Linked DNA regions of Gossypium hirsutum: region 1 is linked to region 2. A link is a contact called in public Hi-C data. All regions are on one chromosome and are shown on one strand. Each heading gives the region's core, a stretch centred on a gene start, on an enhancer-like site or on the middle of the called end of the contact. The rest is flanking DNA. Distances are from core to core; before and after follow the strand shown.

Region 1 (6,955 bases), core at 1,414-3,913, 260 kb before region 2:
GACAGAACACGACTGGGATTGTTCTCTCAAGATGATTATTGGACATGATAATTCTCTTCAAAAAAGACATATCTCCCATCCACCTTGGGATCCTACCAGAAAGTTGATTGTTGCTCACATCCAATGTTAAAAAAAAGGGCTCGTAGACAAGAAATCTGGGATCCCTCCTGAGAAGTTATTTCCATCCAATAGCAATTCCATTAAGTTTGGCAAGTAGGAATTTTCAGATAAAATTTTTCCCTCTAAGTTTTTTTGGATAAGTCCAAATATCTCAGTGAACTATTATCACCAAAAGTTGAAGGAATGCTACTAATGAAATGATTTTTGACATGTTTATAAACCTCAATGCTGGTAGTTGTGCTCCAATTTCAACTGGAATGTTGCCATTGAAGAAATTGCAGGAGATTTCTAAATGTGACAAACGCGTTTGTGAAGCAAATGGTAGCTGAAGCGGTCCCGATAGAGAGCTATTGGTGAAAACTAGCTTCTCCAGTAGTGTATTGTTTTCCAACAACCAATGTGGGAACTGATTTCCTTTGAAATAGATATTAGAGAGATCAAGATATTGCAAGTCATGTTGATGATAAAAAAACCTTGGAAATGATCCAACATCTCCACAACATGATAAACTAAGATCTTTTAGTTGGAACAACGGGGCCAAAGAATGCATCTGGGTTTCAGCATGTACAATATTGTTGTCAGCATATAGGCATTTGAGTTTTGAAAGGTTGAACAAAGGCCCCAGTGAGATCGGGATTCGAAAGGCTCAAATCTTGGAGGGATGGTAGATTCTTAAGAGCTAAAATATTTCCAAAAAATTGGTTGGAAGAGAGAGAGAATCTTTCAAGAGATGTTATACTCTCAAGGGCAGATATATTTCTAGAGAAGTTATTGGAATACAGATGTAATCTTTGAAGGGCAGATATATTGAAAGAAAGAGCTAATGTTTCAAGGGATTTTAAACTGTGAAGGGCTATATTGTAAGAAATTAGATCTAATTTACGTAAAGATGTGAGGTTGGAGAAGCAATTGGGCAAGCCACCCTTTAAATTACTGTTGGTGAAATCCAATTCTTGAAGATTTGTCATTCCGCAAAAGCCTGTTATATTAAATAATTACGTAAAGAGGTGCTTGAAACAAATATAAAGAAAGTAATCAAATCAATAAAATAGTAAAAACAAGCATATAACATCTTATTTACTTTTTATTTATTTTATTAAAATATACTTTAGGTGTTTATAGCTTTCATACATTTGGACTTGAATTTTGTTGGCGTGTTAAAAAAATCATTGAAAATTTTCATTTTTTTTGTCCATTTGATAATTTTATTATTTTTTTAAGTTAATACAAAATGTTCAACAAAAAAGAGTGTGAAATAAGAGTGTTAAATTTCAACCTTAAGTTGGTTTTATTTTAAAAAATAAATCATCTCTTTTTTATATATATTAAAAAAATGAGATATCCAAATTGTACAAAATAAAATGCCATGTTAGTATTAATAAGATCAAATTCAATAATTTAAAAATATTAATTTTATAATTATATTTAATACTTAATTTTTTAGTATTCCGAACAATATCTTAGTCTAATTCGAATGGTTTAGAATATATTAAACTATTAATAAATTAATTATATATATATTTGAAAGTATTACTTATATATTAATATTTTTATATTCTCTAATTACATTTAAATAAATTAAATTGAATAGGCAGTTGTGAAATCCTATAGTTAGGTTTTACAAGTTTTGATTTAAGCCTTTTATATTTACAAATAAATAAATAAATTGATAAACATTCTTTAACTTATTTCTCCTTGCCCCTCTTTTTAGAACACTTAAAAAAGTCATTTTTAACGTTAAAAATCGTAAACAACAAGTTCGTGAATAAAATTAAAACATTTAATTAATATTAAATTCTGGGGAGACTTATAATTTTGGTTGCAACTTGTTATAAAAGAAATTGATAGATCCAAATTATATACCTTGAAGGGCTAGGCTTCCATTGATCTCACATTTATATAAAACCAAACGCTTGAGAGAAGTCAAATGTCCAAGAACCTTGCAAGAATAACTCTTCCAAATTTCTGAATCTATGTAAGTGAAGGCAGGACACACAAAATTGCTAAACATTAATTATAGGAATTAGGATTAAGGTTCCTTGAAAGCTAAATCTTGTGAAGACAAGAGTCTTTAACCATGGGAATAAATCTATCGATTATAGTGAAATGTTGTAAATGCTATCCGTATAGAAAACAAACACATTTATGTTTGCTTTTTCTTTTTTTGGTAATATATAATCAAATTAAGAAGAAATCTAAATTTATATATTTAAAGTTAATAATTAGAATCAAACATTATAAAATACAATCAAATTAGTAGCCGAAATCAAATAAGAATAGATTAAAAAAGAGGTATGTGCTTGATGACTTGAAACATCAAAGTTTCAATATCTCATTTTTTGCCAACACTACCAATTTTAAATCTACCCAAAAAGGTGCATAACAGGTTTTTTCCATCTTAGTTTATGAACTCAATCACTTGGTATAAAATTTTCAATAGGAACAAAAAGAGGAATAATATTAGGGGTGGCAGAAGGGGAAAAAGAGAATGCGAAAGCCCTGATACCTTAAAATGATTTTTTTTAAGTCGCTTCAAAATTTATAAATTTATAAAATAACCTAATAGCATTTTATACTAAATTATCCTTAATGAAAAAAAAAAAGAAGAAAAAGGCTAAATGTTAATTTTCTTGAATGATAATAATAAAAATTAATTTTGTTTTAGCAATACCTGTAGGTGAAGAAAAATGAATAATCCCAATATACAGTGAGGATGAAGAATATAATAATTTAAATTGTTAATAGAAAGTAATGTGGGAATGGGTAATTTTACCTTTCAAATTCATTGGTTCATAGAATTTCGTGTCTCCAAAATATAAAGACTTATAATTTGAGAGCCTATCAAAAGATCTCAATATACTATTGTTAAAGAGATTGTGACTCGAATGAAACACTTTTAATTTCATCAACCTTATTTCTATTTCATCATCTGTAATCATCATTTATCTTTGGTTTAAAAACTATATTGGCCTGACAATACAAAAAGAAAATAAATAATAGATAAATACCTTGGGATGGAACAAAATCATTCATTTTGTTAAACCCATGTATAGCTTAAAGCATTTATGTCTCAAGAACCAACAAGGAAGAGTGGCAAATACAATTTATTAGTAATAAATCATATGAATCACATGGAATGTTTTGAGCATTTTTAACTTTTAATAGAGGAAAAACAAGGGCTTAAAAGAATTAGCATAAAAGGAAGTAGAAATACCTTTAATGTGTATAGCTCCTTCCAATCTATTAGATTTGATATTCAAAAACTTCAAATTTGAGAGTAAAGCAAGGAATGAGAGTATGGTGTTGTTGAAGAAATTTACACTTAAATCAAGCACCTCAAGCTTCATAGCCCGCAATTCTCCTTTTTTCTATAAAGAATAAGATGATTATGTTAAAATAATTGTAACTTAAATCAAACATTTCTAATTTATCTAATTTTGTTGACAGTTTCTCAAAACCTACCAAGATTAAAAATACAACAGTTAGTGAAAATATATAAGAGAAAAAAAACACCTAACTTGTTGGACATGGGACATGTTATGAAAATATCTTTAGATACCCATAAGTCCATCAAAGTTTTGAAATACATTTCCAAAGATTAAATGAGTGCATTTTGCAAAACGGTCCCAAAAGGACCTGTGGGAGCTCAAAGGAAACAAATTTGATTTGTACTCTCACCGCATCAATTATGCTTCACTGGTTGTGACATTAAATAAGTTAATAATTAAAATAAATTGATGGTTGTAATTAGAGAAGAAGACAAAAGTGAAAATACCTTGACTGTTAACACACCCAGCTATTGAATTTCCACTCTTTAATTCTTGAAAAAGGAAGAAACAAAGAAACATTGAGATACCATTGCTCCCTCTTTCCCCAATAATACTCTACACCGTTCCCCACATGATAAGTATAAAAGAAGTCATGTTGGTGTTCAATGGCTGTAAGGTTAAGGAAAAGTCGAATGATTCGACCAGTGAAAATATTACACTCAACCCTTTTCCATTTACAACAATCTCCCTCCACCCATTCATCTAAACCATGGTTGTGATAATTGAAGGAATGTTTAAGTTGCAAGAGAGCAGTTTTTTCGTGGCCCAAGCAGCCATCACAATGACACCACCCCCCTAAGAGGAAAATTGCCATAACCCCCCTCAACACTTTCCTCTCCATGGATCTCAATTTAATCCCAACACTCAGATCACTTGATATGATTTCACAGCGCTGCACCCTTGGGCTTTATATACTACTAGTAAAGGTAAAGGAGGCAACCCTTTCTCCATTAAGTTCATTAAATAGGTCCCACTCCCTAGAAAATTTAACAATGGCCAACAGTGATGTAGCACTTTCTCCATTACATAGGTCCCACCCACCAGAAGATTTTCTTTGTGGAAAATTTAACAGATTTTATTTCATTCTTTCATTTTCATTTAAGTTGAATTAAATGTTTATATTCAGCTAGAACAATTTTCTATTCACATATCACTAGTAAGAGTATACCCTTACACACAATTTCTGCAACTTGATCTCATGACATGGGTATGGCTTATCCTTTGACCAATAAGTCAAACTCTAAAGTTGAAATTTGATGTTATTTTGAAGAATATATTTACTAATTAATCTGTATACATATATTTAAAATAATTCATTCGTATATTTATTTTCAAATTTAATTTTTTTAGTCAAAGTCCGTTTGAAATATATGGGCCTGGAAGACCAAAAAATAAAGAAGTCCAAAAGTAATCCAACAAGCAAACAAAAGTAAAGTTCTAACAGCATAGTAACGAAAACAAAATAAAATAGAAACACAACCCTCTCCAGAACCTTCTTCCAGTCCCTTCGCGTACCTGAAACACCAAACGGCCATAACCCCCAAAATTATGGTGAAAGATCGGCCAGACAAGGAGGCGAGTTGAGATTTACAGGAAGATTTTGAAATTTCGCAACTCAAAAATCAACATCATAGTAGAGGAGGCTAGGGTGGATGACTGAATCGTCGATCTGAGTCTACCACTTCCAAAACTTTTGTTGAAGCATCTTCAACCCAGAATGAGTCCACTTGCGTTCGCAAACCTTCGACAGCCACTGCATGCGTTGCAGCGTTCCCTTCTCATGCAACAAATTGAAATTAACAAGAAATAAAGTTCCTTGCAAGAACCTTCGCATCCCAGGTGAGTGGTCTAGATTCCGAGTAATCTTCACTCATTTGTTGAATATTCTGGATAACCAGCTTCGAATCACTTTCCAGAATGGCATTTATGAAGCCCATATCTAATGCAAATTGGAGCCCGTGAAGAACTGCTGTCACTTTGACTATCACCATTGATCTGACCAGGTTATGTACTTTGATCCCCGAACCCAAGAGTGAAGCTAAAATAATTTTTTAGGGGAGATGAAAGTACAATTTTATATTTACTAATTTAAATTTATAAAAAAATTAAATGGCCTGAATAATAATTTTTTATTTTATGGCCCCTAGCTTCGCCTCGAACCATTATGAGACATTCTGCATTTCTAATGATAAAGTGCGATATTAAAACTTCTCTCCCACCCATTAAAAGTAGTTTCGAGCTCCAACTAGAAACCCTTTTAATTAGCTTCTCTTTAATCTCCTTAAATACTCTTTTCTTATTTCGCCCCACCATTGGAGGGAGATCAAGATATTTTTTCGGATTAATACTCGAATTCACTCCCAAAAGTCGACACACCTCCTCTCTATTATTTTGATGAACATTTAAGCTGAAAAATACCCCAGATTTATCAAAGTTTACCACTTGGCCCGAACTTTGAGCCTAAATCTCCAGCTTTTCTTTAAGAACCCTAGCCACATCAACTGTTGCATCACCAAATATTAGACTATCATTTGCGAAAAATAAGTGAATGACAAGAGGGGCATGCCTATTTATTCGAAAACCTTTGAGATCACCCCCTTATATCTGTCATTTGAATGAGAGCAGATAAACCTTTATCGCAAATAAGAAAAAGATTGGGACTTAGTGGGCCCCATTGATGCAGACCCCTCGATGGAAAGAATGAATTACCCACCTCCCCATTCAAGACCACTGAGTAAGAGATCGAAGGTACACATCGCACAACTTTGCAAATCCACTGATCCAAAAAACCAATCTTTCTAAGCATAATTTCTAAGCATGAAAGATAGAAAGTGTATGTCTTGGGCCTCTATCTTTCGACCAACACGTTGATGAGTGTAGGATCGAGTTTACAACTCCTAAGCATACAAGACGGATGCAAGAATCTCGCGTCTTGCATGTAACGATGAATTTTAGTATTTGAGCTCTTTAATAGGTTATGTATGAACTCTTCCAAAACACGATCATCCGCCTATTTATGTCGAAAAAAATTAACTTAAAATATTTTCAAAAATAGAACACTTTAAATTTTATTCAATTGAAAATAACGAAATTTAAATTTTTGTCTTACCATTATCGCTTGAGTAGCAGAAATGTGTTTGTCGTCGAAACCAATCAAAGAGGATGTCATTTGTGAAAATTTAATCGAAATGAATAATATACGAAATAATTAAATAAAAATATAATATTTTTAAACAAGCGTATCAGAAAATTTAGAACAAAACTTTAGAAAATTGAAAGAATTAAGAGAGTTAAGAATTTAGAAAGAATTGAGAGAATTTGATTTAAGTGAAAAGAATAAAAAATGACCTAGTATATATAGGAAGAAAATTACCATTGGGCCCTTCAAAAATTTTATCGTTACAAACGTTAAAAAAATGACCGTTGGTTGAAAGCATGTCCAGCTGGGCTCGCTTTCACACACTCTCTCCAAAAACGATATATTTCCTTAAATTTAAAAAAAAATG
Region 2 (6,749 bases), core at 1,197-3,696:
CACTTTTCTCTTTATTCCTTTCCTGTTCTTTAAAACATGAACCTCGAGGATCGGAGAACTCAGGCTTCCGTCAAAAAATTAAAGTCAAATTATGCTATTATACCCTTTACTTTGTGTAAATTATGGATTTAGTACCTTTAATTTAATTTGGTCTTTTTTAGTCTCTGTACTTTTAGAATTTGAAAATTTTAATTCTAACCAGATGATATCTATTAACTTTATTAAGTTCTGTTATTTTTAAAATTTGATGTGTCAAACATAATATCACATGTGTAATGTTATGTTTGTTTGTTGTTTTCCCATATTACTCACAAAAAAAATTAGTTAATAGATTTAACGGCTTTCATTTGTGTTAAGACTAAAATTTTAAAATTCAAAAAATATAGCCACTAAGAATAATCCAATTGATGAATTGGACTAAGTCTATAATTTTAGGCATAATATATGACTAATGGCAAAATTTAACCAAACAGATTTACTGTTACCATTAGATAAGGCCAAAACATTAAAAATTTAAAAATATAAAAACTAAAATTAATTAAATTAAAGTAAGTGTACTAAATTTATAATTTACCTAAAGTATATAAAAAATTTATCGAAATTTAGTTATATTTATTTTCAACCATCATTCCCATATTCCGAGTAAATTTGAAGAAAATGTCGTTTTTAAAAAATTAATTAGGGATTTAAGTTTAATTTTTCGATATTTAAGGAAATAAATTGATTTTGAAGAGAGAAACAGAAAATGCGTCCTATATTTTTTAATAACTTGATACATGAATTCTTTTAATGTTAGTGGTTTTGTCCTTGGGTTCAATTTTTTTCTTATTCATATTTGTTTTTATTATTATTTCATGTTGTTTTAATTTTTCTAAGTTTTCTAATTTTAATTAATAAATATATTTTTAATTAATAATTTTTTTATTGTATTATAAATTATTTAAAGTTTAATTCAAAAATTACACCTAAAGTATATTTATTTTTGTAAATAGATATATATATATATTGTGAATTTGAGTACTTGAACAATTCACCACATAACGCAGTTAATCAAAAAAACATTTCCTCAATCAGAACCTAACACGACATTGGCCAGCTGATATTTTTAATATTCAATTTTATTTTATAAAAAACTGAAGAAATACAAATTTTAGCTAATTAAAAATATTAATATTAATATTAATATTAATTAAAATAATATTAAAAATAAAAAAAAAATATTTCCCTCCCCTATCCCCACTCCGTCCTCCCTGCTCCCCCAACTCGCCTCATTCTCATCAGTATACTTCCCCATCTCTATTAAATCACCACCAAATTCCGACCTCTGCAACTCCACAAGTTTCTCTATCAACCCTCCATTAGGCATAGCATCAACAGTTCCTTTACGCCCAAGGTAACCAATTTCAAGAATGAAATCAAATACCACAACTTTCATACCCAAATTTTTGGATTGTAATAAAGTTAACATCTTGGGAGTTTCTTCTTTACAGAGTATTTCATCAGCAAAGGGAGATTTAATAAATGTAATGAACTCGCATAAAACTTTTAAGCTATGGGCTGATTTAATCTCCAGAAGAGCTTCAATTATTCACTTGACCTTCTAAGACATCTTTATTGACTCGAATCAAAGCGGTTACACCAAACGCAGCCTTTTCCCTGATATGTTTTGAACAATTCGGGTCGCAAAGCATCGTTTGCAAAACCAAAAAGCTTTCGATTTCAGGAAAGCGGTGGTGGGAGGAGGGGGAATTTTATATTACTTTTTTAATTTCTTCCAAATTTGTATAAAATAAAATAGAATACTAAAAATAACAGCCGGGTGGTGACGTGTCAAGTTTTGGCGGCGTTAGGTGATAGGGTGAAAATTTTATTGGTGCAAGATATTAACAATGGTGCTAGTCCAGCTGGCTCCGTGATTCACGGGTTTGTTTATATTATGAATTTATGATAGCTGGTTCATTTATTTAAAGAAAAATGGTATATTTTTATTTTAAGTATCCACTCAATGTACTAAATTTTACAGTCGACCCCTTTGACTCAAGTATGAAAATTAGTTAAATGTAAGCAACCTAGTTAAACTTTTTAAATAGCGAAAATTTTGAGAATAATTAAATTAAGCTACATTTTAGAACCCCATAAACTAGTAATTGTTAATATTTAACTTTAGAATTAAATATTGAAATGCTTATTTGCTCCCAGACCTATAGTATAAGTGTCCTTTAGATGATTAAATTAAACCAATTTTCAACCTAGTAATAAACATCATCGATTTAAGTGATTAAAAGTGAGAGACCAATATTTGATTGGAAAATTATGATAAAATCTAGATTTGGTATATGTGAAGAAACCGGCGGCCAAATTCAACAACCAGCGCAGGAAGGGCCGCTGTCCTTTCCTCCTCTAAAAGCGGCTATACACCACACCAACTCCACCATCATAAGTAAAAGCCACGAAATGCTATATTTATTTATAATATTAATGAGCAAGAAACCATCACCAAAGCTTCCATAAATTAAAAGCTTTGACATATGTTTGATGAACACTAGTGCTAGTGGGGACTCTTTTGGTGACCAAAGAACAAAACCCAATACAACAACAATAATAAGGAGCTTATGTGAAGACAACGAAAAACATAAAAGCAACCCCCAAAGTGAGAAAAACAGTACCCTTTCTCTTATTTCCGTTGTTTCAATCCAAGTTTTTCAAAACACCCTTTAATGGCTCCTCCTCTATTATTTGTATTCATCACCGTCACCAAGTAAGTGATTTCCCCTTTTGACTCTCTTTGTAATCCGTAACCAATGCTGCTTCGAAATTCCATTTCCAATACCAAAAGGTTCTTTCAGAAAACCTTACGAAGTTTCAAGTCTCTCTTCTCTGGTGCTGATGCTGAACCTTACCAAAGGCTACCCAAAGCCTCTCCGTACAATCCCTATTCATTCACCTCTGCAGGCGTTGCCGTGAATCCCAACGACAATGGCAACCCAAAGGAGGGAAATGACAACAGGAAAAAGATAAATTTTTCAACTCATAATATAGAAGCGCAAAGACAAGGAAACATTAAGGGAAATGTGAAGCAGTCTACAACACAAAGAAGAGATGATCATCAGGACATTAAGCAGCGTAAAACGAGGAGAGCCAAGGTGGGGAACAGACGAGAGGATTGTAATTCAGGCGAGAGAAGAAGAGAAGAAAGGAATTTATCAGTGCCACAAAAGCTGAAAGAGCTAGAGATGATGGATATGAGCAATGTGGAACATGTTCTTGACATTGAAGAGGTTCTTCACTACTATTCTCGACTCACTTGTCCTACCTATCTTGATATTGTCGACAAGTTTTTCATGGAAATGTATGCAGAAATTTTGGGACCCCCAGATTCTCCAAGAAGAGTCAACTCAAGGCCAAAATACCGATCAGTGAGATCGTGATTCATCCCTTCTCTCCCATGTTTTGCGTGAGAGGATTTTTGGACAGGTCCAGACTTGAAGTTGTCATAATTATTTCTGTAAATCTCTGCGTTTTTACTCTTTTTTTTTTCTGATACAACCCTTCTCTCCCACTTTTTCTTTAATTTCCCTGATTGATGCCACTTAAGACATGGTTGTGAGACAGGATACGAAATTTAACTTTGAGAAATGATTACACTCTCTGCATTTCTATTCTTATTCATCTGCTATGGTGTAATTTTTTTTTTCTCAAATAAACATAATTTCATTCATCATATATTAATGGTATCCAACATAACTGCGATATCATCCTGCTCAAATAACATTTAATTTAGTCAATGAGTGTGCTACTTGTTTTGCTTGTCTTTGAAAAGGTGTGATCTCATCTTCGAACCCGTGTAGTCTTTGCCTTGCATCATTTATATGTGGTCCAATGACTAATAAATCTGTTTTCGCTGAACAAGACCACTTAATGTCCTGCAGTGAATCACCTTGTAACCATATACATTGATGTACCATTTGGTGAGTAAAGTCTATGGCCCTTAGTGCTACCATTGCTTTTGTCATGCACGGATTCGGATTCACCTCTTTGGAAGGAGCAGTGCTCCCAGTATAAAACCATCCAGGTCACCGGATAGCCACCCCAATCCTTGCTCCAGGTGATGTTGCAAAAAAGGTGGCATCAAAATTTACTTTTACATGGCTTGCTGGAGGAGGCAGCCAACTTATACCAGGATGAGTAGCGGTGGTAGTCTTAGCTGATTGCGCAAGTTTGTAGTATTCCTATAGGAACACTTTAGCTTTACCAACAGCTGACGCTAGAGGTGAAACATTGTTATTAAACGGTCTAATTTCGTATGCCCCATATTTGCTTTAAAGCATGCAGATCATCCTCATTAGTGGAATGGCATCTTGGACACATAAGGTCAATGACGTGAATTCTCCTTGCTATTTTCATCCGAAAGGTAGTATACTATAGCAAGCCTGCCACGAGAATGATTTAACTTTAGGAGGTAGCTCTAAGAAAGCAAAGCATGCAGATCATCCTCATTAGTGGAATGGCATCTTGAACACATAAGGTCAATGACGTGAATTCTCCTTGCTATTTTCATCCGAAAGGTTGTATACCATAGCAAGCCTGCCAAGAGAATAATTTAACCTTAGGAGGTAGCTCTGAGTTCCACAAAGACATCCAAATTCCTATACCATGTTTTGCTTTTAGAAGACACATATAGCCATATACCCACTCTTGACAGTGTACTCACCCGTTTTTCTATGATGCCACTCCAAAGTATCTTTGGGCCGTGATTCATATACAAGGATGCAACAAATTGCTTCTGCATCAGGTGCAGAAAATTCTCCATTTATGAGCTCTATTTTCCACTACCATCTATCCTTTTCAGTAAGTTGTCGACCCTTGCATCGTCTGAGAGTGATCTAGGAGTACCAATGATTTGAAATTCAGAAGCATCAGTAACCCCCATATCTTTGCAAATCTGTACGCCTCTCCCTTCTCCAGTCTGCCACTTCAAGTCTAAGTTCAGGACATCCTTGGCTTGCCAAATAATTAGAATCGATAAAAGCACAATTAGGGAAATATTTTCCCTTTAAGACCTTATAACTCGGTGAATTAGTATTATGAATGAGCCTCCACCCTTGCTTCGCTACCAAGTCCGGTTGAATAAGGAAACCAACCCACCTTCGGTCACTGCCTATAAATTAAGTCCCGATTCAATCAATGTATCCCCTTGGAGTCATGTTTGGCAGCCCACCAATAGTGTTTAATAAGGCCCGTTGTCTCATCGCAAAGAGATTTCAGAAATAAAAAACAGATCATAGCATGCATTGAAAGTGACTATAATACTATTTTAACGAATACCTCTCTAGTCTTTTCCTCCATAGGAAAGTAGTTTACCACTCTAACTACAAACCTTGATTGGATTTGGTTGAGAATTTCATTTAAGCCTCTTCTCTAAAGGATATTTATGCTAATAATAATTGAAAGATATTCTTTCATGTTTGTACGACTAGCTTATAATTTGTTCAAAGTACTAATAAGACGAAGCTCATATTACAAATAAGGCGTTGTAATGAAATTACAAACCGTTGGAGATCGACCTGATTAAGCAACGAATAAAAAAAATAGTGAAATAAATTGAGAAATTAAACACATAAATTTAACGTGAAAAAACCTCTTCTAAGAGGATAAAAAACCACGGGCAAAGATAATTTTACTATAATAGCAAAAGAACAAAGAGTATAAAAGATGGGATAAAAACTAAACCCCAATACCCGAAAACAAAGAACCTTCAAAATGTAAACACAAAATTTTGCATAAGTGTTATGAGTTCTAAGATTTTAATGAGTGTATTTTCTAAGGTTGTAAAAGAGTTATTTATAGGCTAAATTTTTAGGTCAAACAATAATAAAATAATCTAGACTAATCAGAGTTCGACTAAAACTAATGAATAAAATTTAACTAGAAGATTATCTCTCAAATTTGATTGAAATATGAGGCATACTCAACAAATCTCCACCTTGACTGGTATTTCCACAACGCCATCTTTGCCAAAGGCCGTCACGGGCTTATCTTGAACTATGCAGGGAATTAATTGAGTCGAATTTGTGCTTAGAAGCTAGACGACTTCTAGCCTTCGACTTGTGCACTGCCAAAGAAAAACTAACCTAGGTTTGATTTTCATGAACACAATGTCCTAACTTTTCAAAACATGCATCCAAAAGAGAACCTCTCTTCAATGAAACGGTCATACCTTTTTCCCTCCTATGATCAAGTTGCCTCCACTCCAAACGAGTTAACTTCGACTCCATAACGAACGAGGGACGTCCAGTTTCACCAGTCACTGTAATGCTGGGTTTGTGCAAGTGTACACAATTGTTATCAAGTAAGAAGTAAGTATAAGAGTTCTCGTCTCCACAGGGACTGCATATGTTAATCAATATTTTGCAAAATTAATACTAACAATTTGGTAAGAAAAACACAATAAATTTGATTGGTTGATGTTAAGTTAAATAATTATCTAGATGCAAAGTGATCCTTAATGCAAATTAACCTAAATGTGATGAATAATTAAAATGGATAAGGTGGATTTAGCAGCAGAATTCACAAGATTTCAACAACGATAACATGAATAGGCTAGAACAACTACATTATTTGACTTAGATCATTTTTATCATGTCACAATGTTCTGGAAAATCTTCCATGGCAACTCAATCTTTCATGAACTTTTTGAAACTAGTATTAAGTCATTTTAGAATCTTTTACTTAGAAAAACATGCATACTA

Evidence for each region. A called contact is a pair of places that touch in the nucleus more often than the background predicts.
Region 1: a Hi-C map of leaf shows a contact between it and region 2, with 2.8 times the contacts expected there. The contact joins the promoter of LOC107899977 here to the promoter of LOC121218515 in region 2. A contact is called at or near these places in 2 of 34 Hi-C or Micro-C datasets (both in leaf).

What each region holds. Positions count from the first base shown.
Region 1 is chrD06:10,971,267-10,978,221 of Gossypium_hirsutum_v2.1, reverse strand. LOC107899977 (receptor-like protein 15) reads right to left here and starts at 2,663. Exons shown (of 2, transcript XM_041095650.1): 1 at 1,984-2,663; 2 at 1-1,099. The coding sequence starts at 79. LOC121218462 (a long non-coding RNA gene) reads left to right here and starts at 4,797. Exons shown (of 2, transcript XR_005914662.1): 1 at 4,797-5,288; 2 at 5,366-5,680.
Region 2 is chrD06:10,707,671-10,714,419 of Gossypium_hirsutum_v2.1, reverse strand. It overlaps LOC121218515, which reads left to right and starts at 2,446. Exons shown (of 1, transcript XM_041095793.1): 1 at 2,446-4,327. The coding sequence starts at 2,802. The coding sequence ends at 3,428.